Linked DNA regions of Sus scrofa: region 1 is linked to region 2. The links are chromatin contacts, called in public promoter capture Hi-C maps. All regions are on one chromosome and are shown on one strand. Each heading gives the region's core, a stretch centred on a gene start, on an enhancer-like site or on the middle of the called end of the contact. The rest is flanking DNA. Distances are from core to core; before and after follow the strand shown.

Region 1 (3,961 bases), core at 16-2,515, 410 kb before region 2:
GACCAAATACCACTCAGCTGCAGCAACAGGTTTCTTTTTAACAAGAAAATGTTTTTGAAATGATTTAAGACAGGTTTGTTAAAGCTTGAAGCCTCTAACAAATCCACAGGAAACTGGAGATCAGGTTGGGGTAGCAGGTGGGCAATTGAATCACTTCCTCTCCAGGGCCCACCCTGAGGTGCCAAATGCCTGCCATCCCGCCCAGGAAGGAACTGGTGGCGCCTCCAGTGCTCGAGAGCTTGGAGGAAGGGGGCCGCAGTCCACCCTTCGTAGGATGCGGTTCTACCTCCCCCAGCTCTCCCTTGTAAGTGCTATAGGCATCGCCCTCGGGGCAGGGCCTTCGCACTTCCCTCCTCCCTAAAGACCAAGAATTCCCGCCTCCCCGCGGAAGGCGGGAGAAGCGCTGGGCTGGCACCCCACCCCTCCCCCAGCAGGGGCAAAAGCGGCCCCCCCAGCTGGTAACGATGCACCCTCACCCTGCAGACGGCTGCCCACCCTGACGTCCGCTGGACCCGGGGCTGGCTCTCCCCTGGGGCGGGTCTGCCTTCCCCTCCCCAGCCCGCAAGGCGCGGCCGGAAAAATAGTCACCCCCCCCCAACCCGCGCCGCAGTGTAGGGGGCAGAGGCAACCCTCCCCCCTCACCTCCACCACCCCACCCCCACTGGGTAGAGAGAACGGACCTCGCTCCGCGCTCTCGGGTAACCAGACAGCCTCCCTTTGCCTCGGCAGAGTGAGGGGCATCTATCGCCCACCGACAAGGAGGTGGGGAGGCAGAGACACTATCCCCCTCCCGCCGCCATCACCTCAGAAATGATAATAAGCCCTTTCCCAGCTGGGCAAGGGCCTCTCAACCCCTCAGAGGGGCGGACGGTGTGCGCGGCCCTCTGGAGAAGCAACAGGCGCCCCCATCCCCCGCCCAGCCAAGGAACGCCGACCCCCTCCTCCCTCCGGCTGTTCACCTCCGGAAGCCGGGCCGAAACCTAGACGAACGACTGCGCCTCACTCCGCCCCCTGCGCCATTTTATCGCCCCCTCCCCGACCTCCCCCACCCCGAGGCAGCCGGTCCAACGCCAGGGGGAGGGCAAACGGTTAGTGATTGGCAGGAAACCGCCCCGCCTACCAGAGGGTTGGGCCCGGCGCAGGCGTCGCAACCCCGCCCCTGCACTGCCTACCCCGCCTATTTGCTCCACCCCTTTTCGTCTCATCGACTCGTTCGACTTTCCACTGCTCCTGACTCTCTCCTGGCCACTAGCAGGAGAAGGGTCCAGACCGAGCAAGCCGAGCGACGAGCTCAGCTGATGCAACCTAACTGGACCCGCGTGACAGTTCCCTGCACGCGGTGGCGGTAGCCACCGAAGGCGCACGGGTGTCGGGCGGAACGCCGGAGACGGGATCGACAAAACCATGGGAGACGCTCTGAGCCCTGAAGAGAAGCTGCACCTTATCACCCGGAACCTACAGGTCGAGCCTCGGGGTTGGAAGTGCGCGGATGCGGACAGGGGGCCGGAAGTCCTGTGATCTTGAGCAGGGCTTCAGGGTTCTAAGGCTGTGGGGCCGAGCACTCCGCAGCCTTGAGAGAAGCTGCAGTCTTCACTGCCCTTCCGTCAGTCAGTCAGTCTAGCAGCCGTTACGTAGGTACCACAGAAATCACGGTTGAGCTCACCTCATGCGTGCAGTTACTTGTGTTGAGCCAGGCTTTGAATCCAGGGCTCCCACCCAACCCACTTTATTATGTGCCAGGCGCGGTGCTAGGAGCTGTGGATACATCAGGGCCCTGCCCTCCCAGAGCATATCCGGAGGAAACCAGATGTTGAAAATGACCCATAATCCAGACATTTAATTGCGGTTGAAACAAGCAGTGGAAGGTACTTTATGCAGAGATCTTTCTTGAAAAGAAATTATGAGGGAGGGCTGGGGAGTGTCAGGGAAGGCTGAGGAAGTGATCTCTAAACTGCGCTCTAAACGATGCAGATCACCTCTTCACTCCACATTTGTTCCGGCTGTTTCCTTCAGGAGTAGATGTTAACCAGAATAATGAGGGGAAGAACTTGTCAGGTGGAAGGAACCCAGGTCGGGAAGCAGAGGGGAGAGAGAACACTGGTTCAGAAAGAAGGCTAACTTGGCTGGAGTAAAGGGAGCAAAATGCGGATCAAGCACTTAGTAAATATTTACATTGCTCATTCCCTTGACTTTTTCAGGCTTCTATTGTCACATTGTCCAGAAGGCCTTTCCAGACTGCTTTATGTAAATAACAACCCCCCTGCCACCAGAACTGCTTCATCTCTTGCTCTACCTTTTTCTGTTGTTATTTCCCCTTTAGAATTTATCACCGCCTGACATAACTATATATTTTACTTGTTTGTTTAGACTTGTTTGTTTAGGAGGAGTAGGCAGGGACCAGGTTATGAGGGCTTTGAAGGCTGTGTTTAAAATTGAGGTATTGAGAGTTCTCATGGTGGCTCAGTGGTTAACGAACCCGACTATCAGCCATGAGGACGCAGGTTCGATCCCTGGCCTAGCTCAGTGGGTTAAGGATCTGGCATTGCCATGAGCTGTGGCGTAGGCCGGCAGGTACAGCTCCGATTGGACCTCTAACCTGGGAACCTCCATATGCCGTGGCTGCAGCCCTAAAAAGACATAAAATAAAATTGGGGCATTGGAGTTCCCTTGTGGCACAGTGGTTTAAGGATCTGCTTTGTCACTGCAGCTTCTCAGGCTGCTGCTGTTGTGCAGGTTCGATCCCTGGCATGGGAACTTCCACATGCCTCAGGTGCAGCAAAAGAAAAAAATAAAATAAAATCGGGGTGTATTCTAAGAGCAGTGATACATTGGTTGGCCACAGCTTGTTTTTCTTTCTTTTTAATAGATGGAATTCACATGCCATAAAATCCACCCCTTTTTACAGTGTGCAGCTCTGTGAAATTTGATGTCACAGGGTTGTGCAATTATCACCATTATTTCATTCCAGAACATTTTCATCATCAAAAGTAACCTGTACCCATTAGCAATCACTGCTCATTCCTCCCCTGCCCCAACCCTAGGGAAACACTAATCTTTCTGTCTCTAATTTGCCTATTCTGGACCTTTCATAGAAATGGAATCATAGTATATGGGCTTTTGCATCTGGTTTTTTGCGTTAGAATAATGTTTTCAAGTTTGATCCATGTTTTCGCATTTATCAGAACTCTATTCCTTTTATGGCTGAATAATATTCCATTGTATGGATATACCACATTTTGTTTCTTCATTTGTCCATTGATAGACATTTGGGTTCTTTTCACTCATAACTTGATCTTAACCAGAGGGATGTTTTGCATGTTTCCCCTTAGCCATATCCTTTCTTAGCCTCTCTCCATAAAATAGAGGTTGGGGACAAATGACACACAAAGCTAATGGTGATGACTTAGGTTTTAAAGGGTAAGTGATAACAACCTTTCCTTGAGTAGTGAAAATTTTCCAAGTGTCCAAATAGCCAGGGGCTCAGAGGATGCAGGATCAGCCTCCAGCTGGCTTGGAACCCAAATTGAATTTTAACAAGCCCTGCTGATAAGATGATTCAAACCACTACTTTAGGAAACACTAAAATCTCTCTTATCAGTAGCATACAGCTTTAGGATTTTTCCAATATTGTCTTGGGGCAAAAGGAAATTATTAAAGCTTTCAAATAGGTAAATGAGTTCACCAGATTTGCCATTTTAAAGACCTCTCCAGCTTCCTTTAGGGATATGGATTGGAGAGAACCAAAGTAGATATGAGAGACCTGTTAAGAGGCTGTTACACTGGTCTTGATGTGATGTGATGGTGACCAAGTCTAGGTTGGTGGCATAGAGGCAGAGAGAAGTAGGAGGACTTCAGAGCTATTTGAGAGTAACTTATGCAGTTCAGTGAATGGTGTTACCCCATTTACTGCACTAGGGGTGAAACTATAGGTGAAGAACATGGTTAGGGAGTGAGGCAGGAA
Region 2 (4,181 bases), core at 368-2,867:
GGTCAAATTGGAGCTGTAGCCACTGGCCTATGCCAGAGCCACAGCAACTCGGGATCTGAGCCGCTTCTGCAACCTGCACCACAGCTCACGGCAACGCCAGATCATTAACCCACTGAGCAAGGGCAGGGATCGAACCCGCAACCTCATGGTTCCTAGTCGGATTCGTTAACCACTGCGCCACGACAGGAACTCATGTGACGTTTCTTAATTGTAGTTTCAGGCGTCAGGATGTCTCTGGTTTAAGATTATCTGGCTAGGGAGTCCATGGCTTCGGGCTGATGAGCTGTTACCTCATCTTGCCCTGGAGAAACAACTGGAGTTTGTCTGTTAATGACGATATCTAGAATAGCAATTTTAGTACATTAGTGATGTTACTGACAACAGCAATTTTAGTCACCTCACTCTGGTTGATTATTCAGTTAGCACAAGATTATGGTCAAAGGGGACAAAAAGGGGATTAAAGTTTGGATAGAGAGAATCATAAACTCAGTAAGAGAACTTGCTTTTATTTTTTTTTAATTTTTATTTTATTTTGTTTGTTTTTTTGTCTTTTTTAGGGCCGCACCCGCGGCATATGGAGGTCCCAGGCTAGGGGTCTAATCGGAGCTGTAGCCACAGCCACAGCAACGCCAGATCCAAGCCGGGTCTGTGATCTACACCACAGCTCATGGCAATACTGGATCCTTAACCCACTGAGCGCGGCCAGGGATCGAACCCACAACCTCATGGTTCCTAGTCGTTGTTAACCACTGAGCCACAACGGGAACTCCGAAAAAATAAAAATCTTAAAAAAAAAAAAAAAGAAATGCAAAAAAAAAAAAGAGAGAGAGAGAGAACTTAGTTTTAGGGGGACTTGGTTTCAGTGATACTACCCTAATTTCTGACAGCATAGATTCGCTTTGCCTTTTTGTATACTTTCCAGTGTTCTCAACTTCAGCATGGATCAGAATTGCCTGGAAAGCTTGTTTAAGCAGATTGCTGGGCCCCATTCCCAGAGCTTCAGATTCAGTGTATGTCAGGTAGGGCCTGATAATTTGCATTTCTGAGGAATTCCCATCCCAGCTGATTTCAGCTGGTCTGGAATTTTACAATTCGTACTCTTTTATGTCTGATTCCTTTCACAGAGTGGTTCCAACTTTATGTTTATATGATGGGGGGGAGGGTCCACCGATGACTTCATTATTTGAAAGAAGGGTCTTGCACACACACAAAAGCCTGAAACCTGGTAGACCAGAAGGCTCGTTAAAGGCAGGGAGACATTTCTTCTTGGTAATCAGCCTTTAACACGGTGTAGGCATCAGTGTTAAAGAAATATAAGAACACTTGGATGGATGGGTCTTCCAGCTTAAGTGCGTCTTTTCCCAGGCTGAAAACTCTGTGAACGGAACTTCCCTCGGCCATCCTTGCGTCTCAACACCCAATGTAAGGCCCAGCTCGGTGCAGAGTCCATTCATGTTTGGTGGAAGGATGGAGAGACGCGGGATGGGGCTTCTGTACCAGAAGTGGCCCCCATAGAGGGCGCCCTCAGGCAGGGACTTCCAGCTGTGGTGGGGGAGGGGCGCCAGCGACACAGCTGCTTGTGTTTAAGGTGGACCAGGGGATTTTCCCCCCACCCTGCCTCCGCCGTAGGGGAGGATGCAGACAGTTCCCCGTTTCACATCTACCCTTTCTACCCCTTCCACCAGGGTACAGGAGAAAGACGGTCTTTTCCTTTATTTTTTGAAATCAGTGGGAGTGCCAGCTCCCCAGAATTAAAAACAACAGCAACACACAAAAATGAGGTCCTCCGGCAACTCAGGCAGGAGGTAAAGGGCTTTACCAAGGTTATTCTCCCCATTTCACAGATGATGAAATTGAGGTTTCCTTAACAGTTTCTACTAGCCCCAGGGTCTCACTAAGAAGTGTTGGCAATGGGGGGGGGGGGTCCTGTGACGCTGTGTGATCTTTTCCTCCAAGGGGCCTCCTTAACAGCTGTCCTGCCGGCGTCGCCAGCTGCCCAGCCAGTTCCTGTCCCTTTCGGAGTCCGCGCTCACCCGCCTGACGCTCCTAGAGTCTGTCCTCCTGTCGGGCCCCAGGCCCTCCGCTGGAGGAATGGAGTTCTCGGAGCTGATACGTACGGGCCAAGCCCAAGCCGAGCTCCTGCGGGGCTCGGAGACGCCCCCGCTGCGCGGCACGCTCTGCGTCACCGGCCACCACCTGCTGCTGTCGCCAGGGGCCCAGGCGACTCCAGATCTGTGGCTGCTGCTGTTGCGTAGTGTCGACTCCATCGAGAAGCGGTGAGAGACGTGGCGGCGACGTCCGGGTAGTTGGGGAGCGCGCGGCTCCGCAGGGAGAGGGGGAAGGGCAAGCGCTGTTGGAGCTGGTGCGCCCCTGCATAACGTGCGACCCTACGAAACTCCCTTCTCCTCCCCTGGTCGGGGGCGGGGGACATTAAGCCTAAACCCGTACATCTCTAGGGTCGAGGGTGACTCCGGCACCATCACGCTGCGCTGTAAGGACCTGCGAGTGTTGCAGCTAGAAATAGAGGGCGTGGAGGCGACGCTGGACATCGCCCGCTCCATCGAGGTCCGCCAAGGGTGCACCAGAGGCCCTTAAGCTACCTATCCCTTAACGAGGGGGTCAGCGGGGGTTATCGCTCAAGGGGACCCAGCATCCAGTGTTATTCTGGAGCAAAGCTAATGGCAAAGAGATGCAGAGGGTTCTGGAGTAGATGGAGAGGCGAGAGCTGCGGTGCGGAGGGCTGGATTCCAACCTTTCCCAGATGCCTTGACTTCCTTCCCAGGCGCTGTCCTCCCTGGAATCAGTCATCACCTCCTTTCCATTCTTCTACCGTCCCAAGAGCTTGAGATTGGGCGATGCCTGGCACTTCCACCCGCCCGAAAGCTACTACAAGAGAGTAGCTCGCGAGGTGGGCGCGGTCGTGGGGGCCTGGGAATGTGGAAGAGCCGGCCCTGGAAGGGGAGCAGGGACGGGGCACTCACTGGGAGCCCTAGACCTGATCTTTGCTCCTTCTTGTGCCACAGACCAACGCTTGGCGGCTGAGCGAGGCGAACGAGGACTTCAGTTTGTGCCCCAGTTACCCCCGCGCTGTGATCGTGCCTCGAGCGGTGAACAACGATGCCCTGGCGCGCAGCGCCCGCTTCCGCCAGGGAGGCCGCTTCCCGGTTCTCAGCTACTACCACGCTCCCAGCGGAACTGTGAGCCCCGCCCCTCCCCAGACCCCGCCGCTAGAAGCCTCTGCTCCCTCCTTGGGTCTTCTCTGCACTGGTCTGGCCAGTTCGTTGCCCGGCTGTTGCCTGGCGGCTGTTGCGGGGCTCCGGCTCTATTCTGGCTCTGCCCCCCTCGGCTCAATCCTGCTTTCACCGACGCGGACCCCGCCCCTCTCTCCGGTTTTCGGAGCCTCGCCTATGTCCCGCCCAGACTTCGGCTGGTTTGGGCCCCCTGGAGCCTCGTCCCTCCTTTGTCAACCCATGACCCACCCACGGTCTACCCATCAGGTCCCTACCCACTCCGGCCACAAGCCACCCAGACCTGGGTCCGACGCCCATGGGCCTTCTGCGCCCCTTCCGGCTCTAGCCCTGCTCCAGTGTGTATGTAGCCCTGGCCTAGGGACCCTATGAACAAAGTCCCTGAACCAGGGCTAGGTGGGTAAGGCTTCCGGAGCCGAGTCCTTGTTCCTTGTTCGCAGGCGGTGCTACGTTCCAGCCAGCCCCTGACTGGGCCTCAGAAGCGGCGTTGTGCTGAGGATGAGGAGCTGCTGCGAGCTGTGCTGGCGGGGGCTCGCCCTGGGGCCCAGGGTTTCATCGTGGACACTCGCTCGACCCAGGCTGCCAAACAGGCGCGCATGACTGGTGGCGGCACGGAGTCCAAGGCTGCCTACCCGGGCTGGAAACGGCTGCACCGGCCCCTGGAGAGGTAAGGAGCCTTCCCACCCTCTCCTAACCTCTCTCCTGCAGGACTTTTCATGGTTGTGGTTGGGGGACGGGTGTATTCCAGAAACCTTGAGGTCTGACTGTTAGGTCTCTCCTGGAAACCATCCTGCCAAGTGGGCATCCCACTGACGGAGCCCATGCCTCTGTAGGCACAGCAACTCTGTGCCTAGAAAAAAGTACCTCTTTAAAACTCTTTCCTGGTTTTTCCAGGAACAACCTCACCACACAAACACACACCCCTCTGCACTG

The links. Promoter capture Hi-C pulls out the DNA fragments that hold promoters and counts their contacts.
Region 1: a contact with region 2 is called in a promoter capture Hi-C map of fetal liver, with 2.0 times the contacts expected there. The contact joins the promoter of YARS here to the promoter of LOC106510645 in region 2. A contact is called at or near these places in 1 of 5 promoter capture datasets (fetal liver) and 1 of 2 datasets of contacts at active chromatin or transcription factors (alveolar macrophages).

Annotation. Positions count from the first base shown.
Region 1 is chr6:89,116,141-89,120,101 of Sscrofa11.1, reverse strand. It overlaps YARS (tyrosine--tRNA ligase, cytoplasmic), which reads left to right and starts at 1,265. Exons shown (of 14, transcript XM_013999119.2): 1 at 1,265-1,631; 2 at 1,741-1,865. It overlaps S100PBP (S100P-binding protein), which reads right to left and starts at 1,099. Exons shown (of 8, transcript XM_021095828.1): 1 at 960-1,099.
Region 2 is chr6:88,710,284-88,714,464 of Sscrofa11.1, reverse strand. It overlaps LOC106510645 (myotubularin-related protein 9), which reads left to right and starts at 1,617. Exons shown (of 11, transcript XM_021095804.1): 1 at 1,617-1,805; 2 at 1,957-2,276; 3 at 2,457-2,565; 4 at 2,783-2,908; 5 at 3,024-3,197; 6 at 3,689-3,915. The coding sequence starts at 2,092.